2 separate regions of the Mus musculus genome follow, and region 2 is linked to region 1. A link is a contact called in public HiChIP or PLAC-seq data. All regions are on one chromosome and are shown on one strand. Each heading gives the region's core, a stretch centred on a gene start, on an enhancer-like site or on the middle of the called end of the contact. The rest is flanking DNA. Distances are from core to core; before and after follow the strand shown.

Region 1 (4,786 bases), core at 1,688-4,187:
TAGCTTAGGCGTGAAGGGGGAGAGGATTTAAGGAGGCCTTCCTCTGCTGGGCTGTAGCTCGGTGAAGGAACACTCACCTAGCATGCAAAGGCCCAGGCTTCAACTTCTCTGACGTAATTTGACATCAAAGCTATCTTCTAGGCTGGCCTTGTATAGCTAGGTAGCTAGTGATATGACTCAAAAAGAGGCACGTTTTGAGGGAAAAATGACAACCCGTATCTAAATCTGTTGTGATTTCTACAAGTGTCCACTTACCTCTTCTCCATCTATGTCTGGAGTTCTACAGAACCATCAAGGTAGAGCTAGGAACCATGGGAGCCAGCATTGAATACACAGTGCTTAAACCCCTAAACAGACAGCCCTGCCTTGTCAGCTGGTCAGCTTCTAGTCATCCTTTAAGGTCTAGTTCATCTGCATAGTGATGCATACCTTTAATCTCAGCACTCTGGAGGCAGAGGCAGGAGGATCTCTATGAGTTCAAAGCTAGCCTGTTCTATATAGAACCAAGGCTACAAAACAAGACCTTGCCTCAAAAAATACAAACAATGCCAGGGCCAAGAAGCAGGAGTGGGGAGGAAGGGAGCAGGGGAGCAGGGTGGTTATAGGGAACTTTCGGGATAGCATTAGAAATGTATATAAAGAAAATATCTAATAAAAAAAATTACAAACAAAAGAAAAAGGGGAACCAAATCAAGTTCTTTCCCTCCGCATCTCTGAAATAATAAGTCTATAGAGGCAGAAACAAGCTTACATTCGGCTGGTAAGATCTAAGTCTTGTTAGTATTATTATTGTCATCTGCCCATAAGAAGTCTGCATAAAATGCTGCAATGTGCCTATCACCAGTTAATAAAGGCACTGTTGATCCTACAAAGTTCTAGAAGGAGCATAGACGATAGAAAAGTACTCACCAGCAGACAGTGGGCAAAGTCAGGACCGCCCACCAAACCAGTGAAATTTCCCAGCTGCTCGGCGAGAGCTAACAGCACCTCATCTTCATCATAAATAGTATCTGAAAACAACAACAGCTGGTTACCACAGGGGCAAGGGCCACTGCGCTGGCTCTCACAGAGCGGTTGCAACTAGAATCCTAAAAGCATTTTCATCCCTCTCTAAATCACAAGTCTTTTTTTGTCAGTTTTTTTATTAGATATTTTCTTTATATACATTTCAAATTTCAAATGCTATCCCGAAAGTTCCCTATACCCCCCACCCCCGCCCTGCTCCCCTACCCACCCACTCCCACTTCTTGGCCCTGGCGTTCCCCTGTACTGGGGCATATAAAGTTTGCAAGATCAAGGGGCCTCTCTTCCCAGTGATGGCCGACTAGGCCATCTTCTGCTACATATGCAGCTAGAGACACGAGCTCCGGGGGTACTGGTTAGTTCATATTGTTGTTCCACCTATAGGGCTGCAGACCCCTTCAGCTCCTTGGGTGCTTTCTCTAGCTCCTATATTGGAGCTATATTGGAGCTGTGTTCCATCTTATAGATGACTACCACAAGTCTTCCTGAATGTTTCACACAATTATTAAGAAACTCACATCCTGGAGCTGGAGAGATGGCTCAGTGGTTAAGGGCACTGGCTGCTCTTCCAGAGAAGCAGCGTTCAATGCCCAGCACCCACATGGCAACTTAACAACTGCCTATAACTCCAGTTCCAGGGGATCTGTCACTTTCACATGCAGGCAAAACACCAATGCATATAAAATAAATCATTTACAAAGAAATCCATATTTCACATCAATCACCTTCCCACTAGCTACACGGTTTATGTTTGAGTATGTCTGACTATATGTAGCATTTCTATACACCTTGCAGAAGGCAAGGCTCAGTCTAGTACTTATCGCTACTCTAGGTAACAAACTAAGAAAATTAAATAAAAATAGTTTAAAAGCCAATAGAAATGGAGCGTGTATCTTTCAAGGGACACAAACCTGTAAGGAAAGGCAGCAGTTCCGTTCGAGTCCTTTCTACCCCGAGTGCTAGAGCTATAGTTGATAACTTCTTAATACTGTTGAGACGGAGCTTTAAAAACAAAGTGGGAGGGAGAACAAAGCAAAGAGATGATTGCAATTCTGGTCAAAGAAGCAAATAGGTGAGATACTGGGACACAGTATAATGATGAATGAGCCTTTCACTTAGATCTTAATCCTAGGAAAACTCAAGGACCGTTTAACACGTCATTAGCCAGAAGCTATCTTAGGGAGAACACTGAAGGGCCGGGGAAGAAACGAATGAATGAAAACACGCGGACAATGAGAGGGTCTGAAAAGAGAGAACTCTGGATGGAGAGAAGTGGGTGAAAGAAACGGTTAAGCACAACTCCTCCCTTTTCAGGGAAAAGTTCTATCACAACTGATGCACCACTCATCTGGGTTAATCAGCCGCCGCGCTCTTTCCACCCAACCAGCCCAGCTAGTTTGCCCGGGGACGGACACTCCGCATCACTTCAAAGGGAACGGGGGCCGGGGGCCGCTCCTCCGCTCCCGGCGGCCCCGCAGCCCGCCTGCGCTGGTCCACCCGAGGTGCGAACCGGTTCCCCGCCCACTGCCGGGAGCAGATGGACGCCACCACCCCAGAGGGTCGGAGGAGGGCAGCGGAGCTGAGACGGACCACCGCGCACCCGCCGCCCCACGCCTCCGTCCCGGGGCTGAATACGACTCTGCCACCCCGGGGGTCGCCCCCAGGGCTGAGCCGGCCTTTCCGCTTCCCTACCATGTGCGCTTCCGCCCTCGCCTCGGCTCCCCAGCCCAGCCTAGTACCTGCACGTCCTCATTGCGGAGCTCGTCGATTAAAACCGCGATCGGGTAGAGCGAATCGTCTCCATCTCCACCCGCTGCCCCCGGACCGGACCCTGGCCCTGCTGCGCCCGCCATGTTCTTCCTCCTCTGGCTGGTCGCCGCCGAAGGCCCCGTGCCCAGACCACGCCCCGCGCTCAGGCCACGCCCCGCGCTCAGGCCACGCCCCACACACAAACAGGCGGGGCTAAATCCAATCAGCCGGCTCCGAGGAACTGATGGAATCAAGTTTTTTCCCTGCGCGTGGAGGCTCCGGCCTGACCCCCATTGCTGGAACTGGAGGTCTGAACTCCAGAAGAAGGGCGGGCCGAAAAAACCAATGGAACCCCTGCATCCTTTCCCCAGCCGAAAGAAACAAGGGCAGGGATTCATCGTCTCCTTGCTGTGCTCTGAAGGAGACGGGCCTTAATGATGGATGCCGAGCCTCAAGTAGAACTCAGAGACAGGCCAGGAGGAAGAAGCTTTAACACCTCCCCCTCCACCCCAACCTCCACCCCCACCCCCAGGCTTCATGCTGGCCCTGAGCCACTGGGTCTTGGTCTTAATTTCCCCTTGGGCGACAAGCCTCTACACGCGCGCGCGCGCGCACACACACACACACACACACACACACACACACACACACACCTTCCTCTGGCCTGTTTGCCAAAATCGTGGCTGGCTCCTGCTCCTTAAGACAAATAATGAGGGCGGTGAGAGAAAATGAACAGTGCTGTCCAAACTCCCCAGTCAATATTTTTTCCACGCAAGCTGTTCAAAACATGCTGCTCTCTTGTTTTTGTGTTTCTTTTCAGTGTGGTACTGGAATGGCGCCTTCTGTTGTATTGTCTTCTCTTTTTTTTTCCTTCTTTACCAAGAAGCACAACAACCTAACATAACTGGGCCCAGTTTTACTCACCCCAGTTCGGTGCGGGTGTAAACTGGCCTCCCTAGACCTCCAGGAGTCCCCCTAAAGGACTCCAGGAGGAGGTGGGCCTGGGCCTTTTTACACAGAACTTAATGGAAAATGTTCCACTTGCCCTATGGAATGGCACAAAGTAACTATCTCTCCTTTCGACTTAGATATAAGCAACTTAGATTGGTAGCTCTGTCACAAGTTCTCAGATGACACTATTTTGTGCCTTAAGGAAATTGTCATTAATAAATGCAACTTAGGAGGTAAGTTTTTTTTTTTTTCTTTTTAAAGCATGGGATGCCTACTAGGAGATAGCCTTTCATAGTCAAAGCTTGAGAACCAACAGACTTCAGTTTGCGGTTTTTGTTTTTTCAACTTCTGTCCACGAATGAATGCTTGAAGACTCTCGTTTTATTTTGATAATTTTTAGATTCACTTACTTAAGGCATGGTCTGGACTGCTGGGGTGGCTATCTTTTTTAATTACAAAAACTGTGTATATGTGTGGTATGTACACACATGAGCCACTGAACAAGTGTAGTCAGAGGACAGCTTGCGGAGTGGGTTATCTACTTCTACCAAGTGGGTTCCAGTAACTGAACTCTGGTTGTCAGGTTTGGTGACACATGCCTTTATCCACTGAGCCATCTAGCTGGCCCCCAGGGACTACCTGAATCAGCCCTGCACAGGATTTCAGCACCCGTATTTGCGTGAGTTTCAGCACAGCTTTCATTGTTCTGGGCTCCTAAGAAATGAACAGAGGTGGAAGCTAAATGAAAAATATGTTTTTATGCACAAAATGGAAGACAGAGGGTACCATGCAATTACAGTCTCAATGGCTCTAAACAAGGTAAAAAAAAAAAAAAAAAAAAAAAGGGGGAGAAACTGGAGGCATGAGCAGAGCAAAGCCTAGAGAAGCTGAGCTTGGGCCAGCAAGCCCAGACTCCCAAAGCGTGGCTTGGCTTTAGTGTCAGACACATTTGTCATACTAAATTACAAAAATATCAACATTATTGATTTTAATAATATTGGCCTTGTGGCTTCATGTATATTTAACTTGTAAATCTGGTTTTGTAGCTGTATAAAGACTAGTT
Region 2 (4,786 bases), core at 1,384-3,883, 68 kb before region 1:
TGGTGGCACACGCCTTTAATCCCAGCACTCAGGAGGCACAGGCAGGCAGATTTCTGAGTTCGAGGCCAGCCTGGTCTACAGAGTGAGTTCCAGGACAGCCAGGACTACACAGAGAAACCCTGTCTCAAAAAAAACAAAAAAAAACAAAACAAAAAAAATCCCTCAATTTATTAACTTCCCTGCTGCTTTTGCTTATTAAGATTTCTATAATTTGATAAAAGTGAACTTTTTAAGCCACTTACCTTGAAATTAAAAGGACAAATCAAAATCATGTTTTCATTTAAAATGTATCTATATTTAAAAGACAGAAATAGATAAATCATGGATAGTTTTCATAATTACAGAAGCGTGGCTCTGAAATTTTTTTTTTTTTTTTTGGTTTTTCGAGACAGGGTTTCTCTGTGTAGCCCTGGCTGTCCTGGAACTCACTTTGTAGACCAGGCTGGCCTCGAACTCAGAAATCTGCCTGCCTCTGCCTCCCGAGTGCTGGGATTAAAGGTGTGCACCACCATGCCTGGCTTCTGAAATTAATTTTAGCATATTATTTTAGCAACAGTGCAGAGCCATGGCTGTACCTGCAGGCTGTGTTCAAGTTGTCTCAATCCTAAGGCCTCCCTTTCGTGAACTAGTAGCTTGGGGCATCCTGGGGAAAAGCTGAAACAAGGCAGCACGGCTCTCCAGGATCCCACGCCCATCCCCGCAGCATTGGCTCCTCACCATCTTGACCATTTTACTTAGAATGACCATTATGCATTAAGTTACGTTTAGTTTTAGTCTCCAGCTTTCACATCTTGAAAGTTATATAGTAAATACCTGATGATTCCAATATAACTTCAGGTTTTCAGAAAATAACTATAACTCAGAACTGGAGAGATGGCTCAGCAGCAAAACACACCCAGTACCCATGCCAGACAACTCACAGCTACCTATAACTTCAGCTCCAAAGGACCTAGCATCCTCTTTTAGACTCTGCAGGCACCATATGCACAATACACATATACAAATATGTACAATATTTAAAAATAATAAAACAAATCCTTTTTTAAGAAAGAAAAATTACCACAATCCAAACAAGACTCCATGTGCAGTGCTGAGTCTGAGTAGGCAGAGCAGATACAGGCTCTGCTGATGCCATTGCATCTGCCCGCTTGGGTAGACTGACCTCTCCAGTCAGAGCTCCTGATGGCTTGCTTAGGCATGATTGTGTTTTTCAGGGACAGTGTGTAGAGGTTGATGATTATTTAGACGAGGAGGCAATACAGTGTAGTAGGTGAGAAGTAGGCTGCTGGGGAATGAATCCTTACTAGCTTACTGACCTTGGAGACATTGTCTCGCCTTCCTGTTCTCGGTTTCCTTATCTGGAAAGGGGGAATGGCACAGACTCTTATCACATAGTGGCTGTTACATGAATTAATATTTGCAGAGTACTTAAAACTGCGCCTGGTACTTGGTCCTGTTCAAGTGTTTGTAAATTATTGTTAGTTAAGTCTCTTGGCACCATGTAAATACTTAATAAAAGGTGACTGCTACTTATGTTCAATGCATAATTGCTCCATTGAAACAAAGCTGTAAAACTTTGATAATCAACTAACCTCCTTCAGCACATTAAAACAAACAAACCTTCCTAGGCAAATGGTTGGACCTGGAGGGCATCATCCTGAGTGAGGTAACCCAATCACAAAAGAACTCACATGATATGTACTCACTGATAAGTGGATATTAGCCCAGAAACTTAGAATACCCAAGATATAAGTTACAATTTGCAAAACACATGAAACTCAAGAAGAACGAAGACCAAAGTGTGGACACTTTGCCCCTCCTTAGAATTGGGAACAAAACACCCATGGAAGGAATTACAGAGACAAAGTTTGGAGCTGAGACAAAAGGATGGACCATCTAGAGACTGCCATATCCAGGGATCCATCCCATAATCAGTGTCCAAACGCTGACACCATTGCATACACTAGCAAGATTTTGCTGATAGGACCCTGATATAGCTGTTTCTAGTGAGACTACGCCGGGGCCTGGCAAACACAGAAGTGGATGCTCACAGTCAGCTATTGGATGAATCACAGGGCCCCCAATGGAGGAGCTAGAGAAAATACCCAAGGAGCTAAAGGGATCTGCAACCCTATAGGGGGAACAACATTATGAACTAACCAGTACCCCGGAGCTCTTGACTCTAGCTGCATATGTATCAAAAGATGGCCTAGTCGGCCATCACTGGAAAGAGAGGCCCATGGGACTTGCAAACTTTATATGCCCCAGTACAGGGGAACGCCAGGGCCAAAAAGTGGGAGTGGGTGGGTAGGGGCGTGGGGGGGAGGGTGGGGACTTTTGGGATAGCATTGGAAATGTAAATGAGGAAAATACCTAATAAAAAAAACCTTTAAAAACATAAAAATAAAAATAAAACAAATAAACCAAAAAGTCACCTGGCTTTAAAGCCTTACTGAGGCAGATAGTAAAGGAGCAAGGGGGTGCATCATTGAAATTACCTGTCTGGTTACATCTCCCCTGAGCAAAACCTTAAGTGTAATTAGTAATGTCAAGTTAGCTAGCTTAGTGTGACCTGTGTGTCATGTCACTTATCTGAGCTCAGAAGGAAGGAAGGTTTCTTTTCTGACTTGTTTGGTGGCTTATCACCTCTGCCACTGCTTCTACAGCTTTCCATTTACTTACTAGAAGGCCTTGAGATAAGGTTTCCATGGGTACAGTTTCAGTCTTCTGTCCTACAAATGAGAAAGAATGGAGATGAAAAGGGGATTTATTAAAAGATACTTGTTGACCTTCTTCCTTTCATTATCCCACTATCTTCCTGCCACAGGTATCATAGTAATGGGAAGATAGCCTTGCAGTGCAAGCAGGATGACACACCCATTTATCAGTCCTGCTTTGCAGGCTCAGTTCATCAAACCTGCATAGGTCTTCATTGATGTTGTTCTTCCCACCCTTTCTCCATGAAGCTAAGGATTATCATTTCTTTGTTTCTTGGATCTTAGATTCCCTGATTGGGCACAGTTAGATGGTTCTAAATGGTTCACACTGGTCTGAGGATAATGTTTCATCCTAGCTTTGGTGCCTTCCTGTCAGACAGTAACTGATGATTGGAGATAAATGAGGCTTTTTCTCGCTGATGAGCAGCAAACTATACATTGTAGTCAGTATTGGCTAATGGGGTTGCAGTCTGTATGATGAGTCAGCTGAGTTCCTGTCACACTCCTACCTTTTATTTGTCAACATTTATTTCCTTGTGATTGTCTTCCTCACTCCTATTTATGATAATTACAAATGTGTACCCTTTCATCAGGCTGGATAGCCTAATTCTATTGATCATTTAAGAAAGACGAAATTTATACAGAAAACCCCTATCTCGAAAAACCAAAAAAAAAAAAACAAAAAAAAAAACAAAAAAGAAAGATGAAATTTAACCCTCAAACAGTCTGCTTCTCAGCAAGAGAATTATTTTTAATTTTTAAAATCACATTGATGTGTGTGTGTGTGTGTGCATGTGTGTGTGTGTGTGTGTGTGGTGTGCATGTGCGTGTGTGTATGTGGTGTGCGTGTGTGTGTGTGTGGTGTGCATGTGTGTGTGTGTGTGTGGTGTGCATGTGTGTGGTGTGTGTGTGTGTGTGTGTGGTGTGCATGTGTGTGGTGTGTGTGTGGTGTGTGTGTGTGTGTGGTGTGTGTGTGTGTGTGTGGTGTGCGTGTGTGTGTGTGTGGTGTGCATGTGTGTGTGTGTGTGTGTGGTGTGCATGTGTGTGTGTGTGTGTGGTGTGCATGTGTGTGGTGTGTGTGTGTGCGTGTGTGTGTGTGTGTGTGTGGTGTGCATGTTTGTGTGTGTGTGGTGTGCATGTGTGTGTGTGGTGTGCATGTGTGTGTGTGTGTGGTGTGCATGTGTGTGTGTGTGGTGTGCATGTGTGTGTGTGTGTGGTGTGCATGTGTGTGGTGTGTGTGTGTGTGTGTGTGTGTGTGTGTGTGTGTGTGTGTGTGTGTGTTGTACTGAAAAGGGAAGGGAAAGTGCAAGTCTGGAGGTCAAAGCACAACTTGGAAGAATCAGTTCTCAGCTTCCACTGGGTCCTGATAGGTCAGAAGGCTTGGCATCAGGAAACTTTACCCACAGAGCCATCGCATCAGCCAAATAACTTTTGTAAAATTATAAATTAGACATATCACACTGTTAGAGAGTAAAACTGCCTGAGTTGTGATACATAAAAATTATTTACTTTTTCTTGGCTTAAAGTAGAGATAGGGTTTGTTTACTTAATTATTTTTCATTCTTTAAAAAAAATGACTTAGATTACTAAACAGTATCTCCTTAGTTAAAAAAGAAACACTGAAATGTTTGGTAAGTATTATTTTATAGCAATAAGTGCTGGCCAGCAGTTAATCCACTTATGCTGTCATCTGTTCCTTGATAAAGCTCAAACTCGAAGCATCACTTCAGAGCTGGCTAGAGGGACAGAAGCTCAGGCCCTGCTGAACCCGAAGCTGCACTGTAGCTGTTTCCAGCTGCATTCGCTGTTTGGTCTATTTCATTACTTTATTCTTACAAACAATAGAAATCTCTCCTGTGCTTGGTGTTCCCATTAGGCAGTAATCAAAAACAGTTTATTTACTCTTTATATGACGTTTTTATTACTAAAGCAGTAGCTGATAGTACCTAATGATGCGTAGACACTGGTAAATCATACTGTTTATCATGATAGCAGTAGTGATTTTTGTTGTCAGGAAAATAAAGGTCATTCATCTTTCAAAACACAGCAGAAGACACCAAGAGTTCTAA

Evidence for each region. HiChIP or PLAC-seq counts read pairs in DNA pulled down with a chosen protein or histone mark.
Region 2: an H3K4me3 HiChIP or PLAC-seq map of fetal liver shows a contact between it and region 1, with 2.4 times the contacts expected there. The contact joins the enhancer-like site here to the promoter of Ppp2r1b in region 1. A contact is called at or near these places in 1 of 484 Hi-C or Micro-C datasets (bone marrow-derived dendritic cells), 2 of 115 datasets of contacts at active chromatin or transcription factors (bone marrow-derived macrophages and fetal liver) and 3 of 9 other capture datasets (adipose tissue, liver and pancreatic islet).

The regions. Positions count from the first base shown.
Region 1 is chr9:50,855,075-50,859,860 of GRCm38.p6, reverse strand. It overlaps Ppp2r1b (protein phosphatase 2, regulatory subunit A, beta), which reads right to left and starts at 2,937. Exons shown (of 15, transcript NM_028614.3): 1 at 2,763-2,937; 2 at 1,935-2,025; 3 at 910-1,010. The coding sequence starts at 2,876.
Region 2 is chr9:50,922,613-50,927,398 of GRCm38.p6, reverse strand. All of the region lies in intron 4 of Sik2 (salt inducible kinase 2), which reads left to right. Among named protein-coding and RNA genes, the nearest start is that of Gm25558, 37 kb to the right of the region's middle. Within about 2 kb of position 2,633, at least 15 of the 459 cell types and tissues checked have an H3K27ac peak or open chromatin away from gene starts, as enhancers often do. A contact at or near this core is called in fetal liver, where this site is marked.